Linked DNA regions of Sus scrofa: region 2 is linked to region 1. A link is a contact called in public HiChIP or PLAC-seq data. All regions are on one chromosome and are shown on one strand. The core of a region is the stretch at or near the end of the contact, and the rest is flanking DNA. Distances in the headings are between cores, read along the strand shown.

What was found. HiChIP or PLAC-seq counts read pairs in DNA pulled down with a chosen protein or histone mark.
Region 2: a contact with region 1 is called in an H3K27ac HiChIP or PLAC-seq map of alveolar macrophages. The contact joins two enhancer-like sites. A contact is called at or near these places in 1 of 47 Hi-C or Micro-C datasets (heart right ventricle) and 1 of 2 datasets of contacts at active chromatin or transcription factors (alveolar macrophages).

Annotation. Positions count from the first base shown.
Region 1 is chr2:75,982,569-75,988,065 of Sscrofa11.1, reverse strand. All of the region lies in intron 2 of GNG7 (guanine nucleotide-binding protein G(I)/G(S)/G(O) subunit gamma-7), which reads right to left. Among named protein-coding and RNA genes, the nearest start is that of GNG7, 55 kb to the right of the region's middle. Within about 2 kb of position 2,250, at least 29 of the 83 cell types and tissues checked have an H3K27ac peak or open chromatin away from gene starts, as enhancers often do. A contact at or near this core is called in alveolar macrophages, where this site is marked.
Region 2 is chr2:76,517,431-76,522,927 of Sscrofa11.1, reverse strand. It overlaps MKNK2 (MAP kinase-interacting serine/threonine-protein kinase 2), which reads right to left. Exons shown (of 15, transcript XM_021084205.1): 9 at 5,195-5,299; 10 at 5,014-5,069; 11 at 4,832-4,927; 12 at 4,177-4,371; 13 at 3,125-3,289; 14 at 2,402-2,445; 15 at 43-2,056. The coding sequence ends at 1,504. Among named protein-coding and RNA genes, the nearest start is that of MKNK2, 9.9 kb to the right of the region's middle. Within about 2 kb of position 2,582, at least 48 of the 83 cell types and tissues checked have an H3K27ac peak or open chromatin away from gene starts, as enhancers often do. A contact at or near this core is called in alveolar macrophages, where this site is marked.

The DNA of each region.
Region 1 (5,497 bases), core at 1,001-3,500:
GATGCTCAGTGAGAGAAGCCAGACATGGAAGGACAAACACTGTCTGACTCCACTCCCAGGAGGTCCCTAGAGGAGTCAGAGCTACAGAGACAGGAAGGAGATGGTGGGGCAGGGGCTGGGGGAGGGGAGGGGGGAGTCAAGTTTCATGGGGACAGAGTTTCAGTTTGGGAAGGTGAGAAAGTTCTGGAGATGGATGGTGGTACAACAATGTGAATGCCACTCAATTATGCACTTAAAAATGGCTATTTAGGATGGTAAGTTTTATGCTATGTGTTTTTCAATGCACACACACACACCAAAAAGATGCCCCAAATGCTCATGGGAGCCTGAGTCTGTCCTGGGGGTGTGTGTGTGGGGAGCAATGCAGCCCGTGTACAAACATGGCAACCCTGGTGGCCCCACAACACAGGTGACGGTCCCCAGCTGGCACCTCTGCCCCCCAAGAGGTGGCTGAGCACATCAAAGTCCTGAGAAGGGCACAGGAACCAGGTCTGCAAACTTTCCTGTTAATTCTCAAGGATAGAGGAGGGGCAGGCGGGCAGGCAGGGGGACCCGGCACCTCTGCTCCCACCCCCAGCTCCTCGGGTGCTTACTGAGCTTGGACAAGTCCACTCCAAGGGCTGAGCTGTTCCTGCCCCAAGAACAGGAAGACAAGGTCAGCTCAGGACACAGAAGTACCGCCTCACTGCTGTCCTTCCTGGTGGACGCGGGGTGGGACCTGCAGAGGGTGCACTCTTGCTGGTCACCTCCCAGGGGAAAGTTCTGTCCCCATGGTTCTTTCAGTCAAGGGGAAGGGTCCTGGGGTGGGGAGCAGGGGCTCAGAGCTCCCCACCAACCTGCTGAAGGGCTTGGGGTCCCTCACTCAGGCCCAGGTTTCCATGGATACCAGGGAGGCTGGACGACCCCTGACACCTTCAGGAAGAAGGAAGGCAGAGACCAGAGGGGAGGGTCAGGGGCTCAGGCAGGAGAATTTCAAAGACAACAGGGTGATGTGACATGCTTCCTGTCCATCCAGAACCCTCACTGTGCCTCCTGGGGACACGGACGGCAGAACTGATAACCTCACCTCCTCTTGCAGCAGCCTTGGGCAGCAGGGCAGTCATCACCCCAATTTACTGAAGGGAAAGAGGGTGGGAGCAGATGCCTGCCTGAAGGGGGTCTCAGAGTGGGAGGTGCTGAGGTGGTGCTGCTTCCCGCAGGCCTGGCGCCAGTGGCCACCCCACCCTCAAACATTGTGGAAACAGCCCTGAAGCCTGCTGGGCCTTTCCCCATCACTGCTGGGGGTGATTGGGGCACCTCACCTTCTCTGTGGCTCAGTTTCCTAATGCAGAAAACCAGGAAATCAACTGATTGCTGCCATGGGTGGGATGGAACCCTCTATGGCTCCCTACTGCCCTCAGGATAAGATAGTCTCTGCCCAAGGCCTCCTTGCTCCCTCTGCTTCACCTTGCACCCTTGCCCACTGTCCTGGAAGCAGCTTCTGCTCCCAAGCACACACCCTCCCACCCCAGTCAGCTCCATGGCACCACCAACCTCAACTCAGACGTCACTTCCTCCAAGAAGGCCTCCCTGAAGCCTTGGGGGAGCACCTGCTGTTGCTCTCAGGCAGTGCTGTCACTATCAGCTCACTCAACCAGGGTCTCAGCTGGAGTGATTCTACTCCTCTCCCACCCCCCCACCCCCGAGCAGTTGGGGACACCTGTGGTTGTCATTAGTGGGAGGCTCCTGGCATTGAATGGGTGGGAGCAGGGATGCTGCTCCACCCCCCACGGTGCCTGGCCCCGTCCAGAAAATGACTGCTCCCTCCTACCCGGCCATCAGTGCCGAGGGGGCCAGCCGGCCCTGCCCCTCAGCATGGGGACAAGGGAGACTTGGTTGACGGTTCACCAAGGGGCCCGTGTGGGTGTGGCCCCATCCCCAGTCCCCAGCTGCCTCTCTTCCCACCTTCTCCGCATGCCTGTCCTCACTGGCAGCCCTGGCTCCCTGGTCAAGGACACCCACAGCTCGCAGCCCAGCTCTCCCTGCCTTCCAGCCGCTTGGCTTTGTGAGCCCAGCACCCAGGGGCCCTGGCTCCAAGCTCGCCTGTCATCAGGCAGAGCTCTCGAATCAGCTGGGACGTTAGTCAGGGAGCCAGGGACAGCATGTCCCATTCCAGGGGACTCACGAGCTGACCTCGGCCCTGGCCGCTGACTCAGCGAGGGAGCCCAGTGTGATCATCACTGCTTTCGGGGCGTGGTGAGTGCGCTCCCTGCAGGCCCCTATGTGTCATGAGTCCTGCTCACAGGCTCGCCTCTCCGCTGGGGAGGTCAGGTGAGGATTCCTCCCCAGCTCATTCCTTCCTTCTTTTGCTCACTTGCTAAACATCCGGCCGGCGGTTGGGCAAGATCCTTGACCTGAAGGAGCTTACGGTCCAGCCTGGGTAACAGATGCAGCTAATTAGAATGTCACAGAACAGTTACCGCGTGGCCCTGGGCCAGTTCCTCAGCCTCTCTCAGCTCCTAGTTTCTCTGTGAGACGGAGCTGGTGATCTCTAATTGGCAGGGTTGAGGTGAGTTTCAGAACGAGCACACCTGAAGGCAACCGGGTAGGTGTGTCAGTCAGCTACTGGTGTGTGACAAGATGCCACAAACGTAGGGTCAAAAACAACATCCTTGATCATCTCCTGGTTTCTGTGTTAGGAAAGAGGGTGTGGCTTAACTGGGTCCTCAAATCGGGGTCTCAAAAGCCTGAAATCGAGGGACTGGCTAGGTTGAGTTCTCCGCTGGGAACTCAGGGTCGCCTCCCAAGCTCATCTGTGTGGTTGGCAGAATCCACCTCCCCGCAGTGGTAGGACTTTTCCTGCTGGTTGTTGGGTGAGAGTAGCTCTCAGCTCCGAGGCTGCATGGCCTCATCCAGCTCATGATGTGGCTGTTTGCTTTCTTCAAGGCCAGTAGGAGAGTGTCTGCCACTACTCTGGTCTTTCTCCCTCTCGCTCTCTCTCTCTCTTTTTAATCTTTTTAGGTCTGCACTCACGACACATGGAGGCTTCCAGGCTAGGGGTCGAATTGGAGCTGTAGCTGCTGGCCTACACCATAGCTCACAGCAACGCCAGATCCTTAACCCACAGAGCGAGGCCAGGGATCGAACCTGCGTCCTCATGGATGCCAGTCAGATTCATTTCTGCTGAGCCACCATGGGAACTCCCCTCTCACTCTCTTTATTGTGATAAAAGGCATCTTGCCATCTTAAATATTTCTAAGTGCACAGCTCAGTGGCATTAGGCACATTCACAATGTCATGTGACCATCCCCACCATCATCTCCAGGACTTTCTCATCTTCCCGAATGGAAACTCTGTCCCCATGAAACACTGACTTGCCAGCCCCTCCCCCAGCCCCTGCCCCACCATCCACTTCCTGTGTCTATGGATCTGACGCCTCTAGACACGCTTCTGATCTCTTGGAAGGGCCCATCCCACCCAGATGGCCCCCCTTGTGATGAACTCTAAGGTCAACTGATTAAGGGTCTTCGTGACACCCGCCAAGTCCCTTTGGCCATATCACACCAGCCTAACCACAGTGGCATCCCACCCATTCCAGGCTCCACCCACACTCGGGAGCAGGGATCACACAGGGTGTGGACACCAGGGGCAGCCGTCATGGGCGCCGTCTTGGAGTTCCACCTCCCGCAGGAGGTGCACAGACGTGGAGGGTGCTGCTATTGTGAAGGCTCCCGTGAGGGAGAAGCACACGGCAGCTCTCTGGGCACAACCCCCCTTACGTGGGGCACAAAGGAGGCAGCAGTGAACTTCGGGGAAGACTTTACTCCAGCCACGGGCTATTTCAGCAGGCCTCAGAGCTCAGGCCGAATGGCTGGGCGAGGACAAGGGACGGTTCTCACCCCCACAAAGAACTGGGGTCCCTCACAAGGATTCTGGCCCTCCCCGTCACCCATCTCTTTGGGGAACCCTCAAGAGGCAGCACTTGGCGGCCCTCCTGTGGATAACAGGACTGCGGTGGTGACAGCAGGCCCACCTTCTGTGCTTGAAAAGGTCAAGTGAGTCACCTGGGGTGCCTGTGCAAGAGGGAGGTGCATCTAGATCTGAACCTGAGCCTTCTGGTGCTGGTAGCCCCCACAGACATGCAGATGCCCCCCCCCCCGAGAATAAACCCACCAGAAGGGCTGGCTACCCACAGAGGTGGCAGATAAGCCACACAGAGCTGTGGGAAAAGAGTGCCGCCGCCCTGCACAGCAAGCATGGGGCACAGCACCACCGAAGGCTGGACATTCGTGTTTCTTCAGCCCCGCCTCCCCCCAAACCCCCGCCCTGCCTCCCCCCAAACCCCCGCCCCGCCACACACACAAGCAGGAGGAGCTGACTCCACTTTGCAGACCTGTGGTGGTTCTGCACACCCACAAATGAAGCAAAGCCAAATTCTGCGCACATGATACATAGCCCGGAACTCTGCACACACAGTCCCCACGCCAACTTCCTATTTTCGCGCTAGAGTTACGTGAGATGTCACCACTTGGGGGGAAGCTGGGTAAAGGGTGCATGGGACTGCTCTGTACCATGTGTGCAACTTCCTAGGGATCCGGAATTACTTCACATGAAAAGTTGTCGTTTTTTTTTTTTTCTTTTTAGGGCTGCACTTGCGGCATATGGGAGTTCCCAGGCTAGGGGTTGACTCAGAGCTACAGCTGCTGGCCTACACCACAGCCACAGCCATGCCAGATCCAACACATCTGTGACCTATGCTGTAGCTTGTGGCAATGCCAGGTTCTTAACCCACTGAGTGAGGCCAGGAATTGAAACCGCATCCTCACGGACACTATGTCAAGTTCTCAACCTGGAGAGCCAAATGGGAACTCCTCAAATGAAAGTCAGCTGAAGCCATGGGTCTGTTTAGGTGACTGAGACAAAGCAAACTAAGGCTTCTTCAAACACCCTGACTGGCCTATGGCACCCTGGCAGTACTCCCCAGCAAGGAGGGTATGGAGGGCGGAGGGGGAGGGTGAAGAGACCCTTTGCTCAGCTCTGGTGAAGGCTCAGTGTGGCTGTGTCTGGAATAACCGTGTTCCCTTCTTCCCCATGTGGCCAGCAGGATTCTAACTCCTCAAGCCCCTGCCCTCTGCAGACCAACCCCACAGTGTGGACAGGAGTGTGAACCTCTGATAAGATTCTATTCCTCTGATTAGGTGATTTTGCACAGAAGAAGGCATCTGGGGGAATGTAATTAAAGTGCCAAGTCAGTTGACTTTGAGTTCATCAAAAAGACAATTCACCTGGGTGAGCCTGACCTAATCAGGTGAGAGACTAGAGGGAAGAAGGAACCAGGGAGGAGACCACGCCGCCAGGCCAGACTTGGGTGGCCTCCAAGAGCTGAGAATCGCCATAGGTGGTGGCTAGCAAGACAGCAGGAACCCTGTCCTGCCAATGGTCTGAGAGAACTTGAAAGTGAGTCCTTTCCCAGTCGAGCCTCAGATGAGAACTCGGCCCCAGCCAAGCCCTGTGGAAC
Region 2 (5,497 bases), core at 1,333-3,832, 530 kb before region 1:
CAGTTACAGGGCAACAGAAAACCAGGGGGTGCGCGCGCAAACTAGTTTTTATGACTTTTATTAAATCCTTACAAAACAGAATATAAAATTCCGGCATTGACAGTTGGTGTCAAGGAAAACTTCTGAGCTGTATCAGTTCACCTGGTACAGTGGAGTTAAAGTGCTTGGATGTTTTTTCCCCCACTTTAAAAAAAAGTTGGTTTTTTTTTGTCTTTTTTACACATCTTAACATTGAAACACTGCTATTCCCCCTTCCCCCAGCGCCAGAGCAGCCTGGGACCAGGTTGCTCATTCACAGTAACGGTTCTGACCAGTCCTCCGGGCCGCGCTGTCGATGACAGGGGGGAGGAAGTGGCTGTCCCACCTTTGAAGGAAAAAAAAAAAAAAAAAGCTGCTCACAGCTCAGCTTTCCCTAGTAAAATGGCCATGGCGCCGGCTGCGGGAGAATCCATTTGTTTTTTTTTTTACAAAAAGGCAGAATCCCCAAAATTGCAAAACGTGGAATCACTGATGGGCGAGAAATGATGGGGGGTGGCCTCCCCACCCCCAGTCTTTGGAAAGGCCAGTCCACAGATCCGGGCGGGCGGGGGCGGCGGCCCCCCACCAGCCACCACGGACTGCGACAATCTACGAGGCTGAGAGGGCCGCAGAGACCGCACCCGAGCCACCCCTCCCCCCCCACATTCAAGTATTTTTCAACAGGGAAGGGAAGCGAACCGCTGTCTTAAGAAACTAAGGAAATGGGCGAACAGCTAGAAGCCAGACGGCCGCGGGGCGCCCCGCTGGCAGAAGCACGTGTGCGGTAAAAAAGAAAGCCTGGATTGCATAGTGTCCCACCCGAGGGCGCAGGGCGTCAGAGTCTCCCCGGCCCCGCGGGTCACGCGACTTCTGACTCTGGCGCGGGCGGAGGGGGCGTGGCGGCCGCGGCCTTTCCTGAAGGCGGGCGGGGCAGAGACACCGCCCTTGGGGGTCGGGGGATTCTGAGACGCCCGGAGTAGGGGGCCGACAGAGCTTCCACGCCAGAGCCGGGGAGCGACCGGGCGTGACGTGGCCATGATCAGACTGAGCCCTGAGAAAAGGCACTCGGGTGCCCGGGTGGAGGGGGTCCGCGGGACCCCCCCGTTGGCTGACGGCCGCCTGTCTGGCCCCCCCACCTCCTCTAGCGCCACTCTCCCGGGTGGACTGTCCCCGGGGGGGCTAAGGGCCCCGGTCATTTGCAGCTTAAGGTCAGGATCCGAGGGAGCCCGGATTGTCAGTTAGCAGGGGGTCCAGTGGGCGGAGCCACCCCGCCCGCCCCCAGGTCCCCCTTTTACGACAGAGACCTGAGAAGCCCCTGCCCCCGCCCCGCTCCCAGGGTGTCTGTGGGGAGGGAAGAAGCTACCGTCTCGTCAAGGGAGGTGGGGGGCGACCCGTCCCTGAAAATACTGTGAGCGTGGGGAGGGGGACGCGCGGTCCGGCTCCCGCTCGCCCGCCCGGGAAGACGCCGCGCCCTCCTCTCCTGAGTCACGCGGGCGGCGGGGAGGGGCCTTCACAGTACCGGGCGCATCTGGGGCCGGGGCGGCGGGAGGGGGCCCACCCAGCCGCACGCCCTCCGTTCTCCTCCCCGGCGCCCGCTTTGCTTTTAACACCGTTAAGAGGGGGGAAAAATCTTTTTTTAAAGAAAGGGAACAGAAAAAAAGAAAAAAAACCCAACAGCAGAAACCTTATATAAAAAGACCCCCCGGAGCTGAGCTTAGCGCCTAGGAAGCCAGCTGGGGGGCGGGCAGCCCGCTGGTCACCCGCAGGCAATAGCTTAAAAAAATCTTTAGATCTGAAGGGGGTGGGGCGGCCTATGTACAGAGGGAAGGAGGGGGTCACGCGTGCTCTCCCACCAGGACCACGGGAGCGGCGGACAGGCTGGCACGCTGCCGCCGCTGGGCCAACTTGGACTGGGAGGGCGGGGAGAGCTGCAGGCAGCGTGAGGTAGCTCGGATGACCACGGGCTGGTCCTGCCCCGCCTCCTCGGCCGCGTCCTCTTCTCGCTGGGCCAGCTGCCGGTTCATGGCAATGGCCTCGGCTGCGAACGAGGTAAGGTCTTTGGCACAGCTGTTCCTGGGGACAGCGGGGGCGGGCGTGGGGATGGGTCACCAAATAGAGGGAGGTAGCCACCGTCCCCCTGCTTCCCTCGGGAGCCCTGGGGTCTGTGCAGTTCCTTGGGAGCGGGGCCCCAAGAGACCCTGGCCGCTGGGGGAAGGGGTCTAGAACCTCTGCTAAGGTCCCAAATCCGTCACCCAGTACAAGGACACCCAAGCACTTGAAGAGCTTCTCGCCACACGACTTAAGTTTTTTTTTTCTGTCTTCTTTAAACATCTTCACATGTGGCGCCCCCTCCTGGACCCGGGGTTTCCCACACGGGCCTTACCTCTGCAGGACCATGGGCGTGGGCAGCGTGTTCTCTGGGGCGCACTGCAAGGAGAAAAGAAAGGGCAGTCTGAATAGCAGAGCCTGGCCCGCCCTCTGGGGCGCCCAGCGGTCTGTGAGAGGGGCAAGAGTTAAAGCCCTGCACCTGCCCCGGAACTGAGCCAGGCTGGGGGGAAGGGAGGCGCAGCAGGAGCCCCGCCCTAGTGGGCGGGGCCTGAGTCTCACCAAAGCCACTCCCTCCAGATGGTTCCCAGCTGCGGAAAGGGGTTGGGAACCCCTTCCACCAGCCCATCCGCCTTGACAGTGGGGCCCTAGTGCCAGCTTGTACTTTTGGGTAAGGCCCCTGCCCTGCTGGCCTCCCTGCCTGGGATGGCAGCCCATCTGGGAGGCACCCACTGGGCAGAAGAAACATCTTTTCTTGGATTGGTGGGGACAAATCTCTGGACAGGGTTAGCAGGGCATGGATCTACCCTGGCTTGCTGCCCACCCTGCTACCTGGCTGACCTCAGCTTCATGCTGTTTGAGGCCTGAAGAGGCCCCAGTGCCTCCAGGACACAGGGCCTGGCAAATAGCTAAGAAGTAACTCCTGCAGTCCCCTGGCCCAGTCAGGGCAGGGGTCTTGATGCTGGGCTGCTGAAGGTTCTAGTACCCTTGCCCATCCACAGAGGCTGGATGGAGGTGAGTGGCCTCCCACGCCTCCCAGGGGATGCAGCTGGAGACTCACCCCCTGCACCCAGGGATGCTGCAGGACTTGGGCAGCGCTCAGCCTCCGCTTGGCATCACGGACGAGGAGCTTCGAGATGAGGTCTTTGGCAGCGAAGGAGATGTGGGCCCAGTCCTTCTCAGGAAACTCGTACTTACCCTCCTGAATGCTCTCAAACAGCATGTTCTGGAGAGGACACAGGAGAGAGGGGTCATTTCAGCCAGCAAGGGTGGAGGCCAGAACTGCTTAATGGGCAAGCCTGGACCCGGAGGAGCACTGCACGGGAACACAGGAAGTGAGTGACACTTCCATCAGGGCCCCCACAATCCACCACATTGAGTATGACCTGGGCCCAGGGAAAAGGGCCCTGGCTGCAACCCCCCAATACAGCAGGATGGACAGAGGGCTGAAAAGTGCCCTGAGATCAGCCAGCAAGACCAGTAGTTCTGGGGGGCCAAGGAAGGCAAGGACCCAGTGGTCTGGAAATGGCTGGTAGGCTGGACCAGAGTGGCTTCAGGGAGGAACTCGGTAGGTTCTGCCCAAATGGAGACCAATTTACAAGCCAGATTTTGGGGTCACTGGGCCGTGAACCCTGAGCCGCCTACAGTGCATAGAGGCTAGAACCTGATCACCCCAAATCATAGGCCTCACTCCTACTTCAACTCCCTGACCCAACTGCTTTCTCCAGGGGGGTGGGGAACCCAAAGAGTCTCTGGGAACCCAGGAAGGCCAGGCAGGCACTGCCCTATGGATGTCATCAGTGGTTAGAGGCCAAGCCCTAAAGGACTCTCAAGGGGTACACCCAGCAGGGCCTTGGGTGGGTGTAAGTGTGGACGTCCACAGGCCGGCCTTGGGGTGCACTGGACAGTCCTGGGGGATGCTCGGTCTAGGTCCACCAAGGTGAGGGGTAGCTCTCTGCATGGACGAGGCCTTTGGGGTGCACTGGGCAGGCAGAGGTGGGAGTTTACAGTCCAGGTCCCAGAGTGTGTGAGCGCGAGTGCACGCGTGTGCCTGCCTTGGCAGGCCTGGTGGGGTGCTCGGGTGAGGGGTGCACGGGAGGCCCCTACTCGCACCTGGCAGGCAGGGCAGGCCTCTCCGCGGTCCCAGCCGCAGTCGCTGCCGCAGTGGCCCACGAAGGGCGGGTAGCCGCTAAGCAGTATGTAGAGGATGACGCCCAGGCTCCAGAGGTCGCAGCGCTTGTCGTAGATGCTGGCTTCCTCGCTGAAGGCCTCCACCACCTCCGGGGCCATGTACTCAGCGGAACCGCACTGCGGGCGGGGGGCAGGGTGGGGCATTAGGGCCCGGCGGGGGTGGGAAGCGGCGGGAAGCAGCGTCCACAACTGGGACTTCCCTGAGACCGCAGCCAGACAGCCCCGCCAGACCAATCAGAGGCTGCCGAGGGGGCCCGCCTACCGGCCAATTAGAGGCTGCTGCTGGGTCAGCCCCGCCCCAACCCTCTGCCCCCGCCCAATCAACAGGTGATGGCAGCCCGCCCAGCCCCAAAGAGCCTGACCGCGGCCCCGCCCAGCCGCACCCCCTGGGCCAATCAGCCGCTGTTGCTAAGCGGAAGCCCAGCTCCAAGGCCCAAGCAGCCAAACAGGCTCCACACCTTCAGGTTACGCAATCACAGCCTGGGACTAGATCTGGGGCCATTTCAGTCGTTTGGCCCCTGTCAACACCTACTCCTCCCAGCCCCACTCGGAGCACCCTGACTCCGCAGGCCCTTACCGGTGTGAGCAGCTCCGGGGTGGAAATGGGGGAGCAGTCCCCGTTGAGTTTGATGCCACTGCCCAGGTCAAAGTCGCAGATCTTCACAGGGGAGACCTGGGAAGGGTGGCACGGGGCAGTGTGGGTAGCGGCCCCACCCTCTGGGGAAAGGAAAGCCATCCCCACCCCCAGGCGCCACTCACCTGGTTGGGGTGCTCACAGAGGATGTTTTCCGGCTTTAGATCCCTGTGGGCGATCCCTGCAAGGAGAACCAGGAACCACGAGGGAATGTCAGGGGCAAGTGGGCATGCCTTCCAGGAGTCCTGCACAGGTGGACTGGGAGCAAGGCTGGACACTCAGGGACCCCTGGGGCAGGCCGCTCACCTTTGTTGTGTAGAAAGTCCAGGGCGCTGGCCACATCCTGCACCACCACACTGGCTTCCAGCTCATTGAAGTGCCGCCGCTTGTGGATGTGGCTCAGGATGGAGCCTGGGGCCAAGCCACAGAGCAGAACACAGAGGGATCACCTCCACTGCCCAATGCCCAGCACCCACCCCACCCTGGCAGAGAAGCCACTACTCTGGCCTCCTTGGGCCCCAAGTCCTCCAGCGTGAGCTGGCGTGTGGACTCCACAAAGCCCCTGTGCTGTGCAGCTCCCCCTCTCCCCCAAAAGGCTCTCCCTGGTGG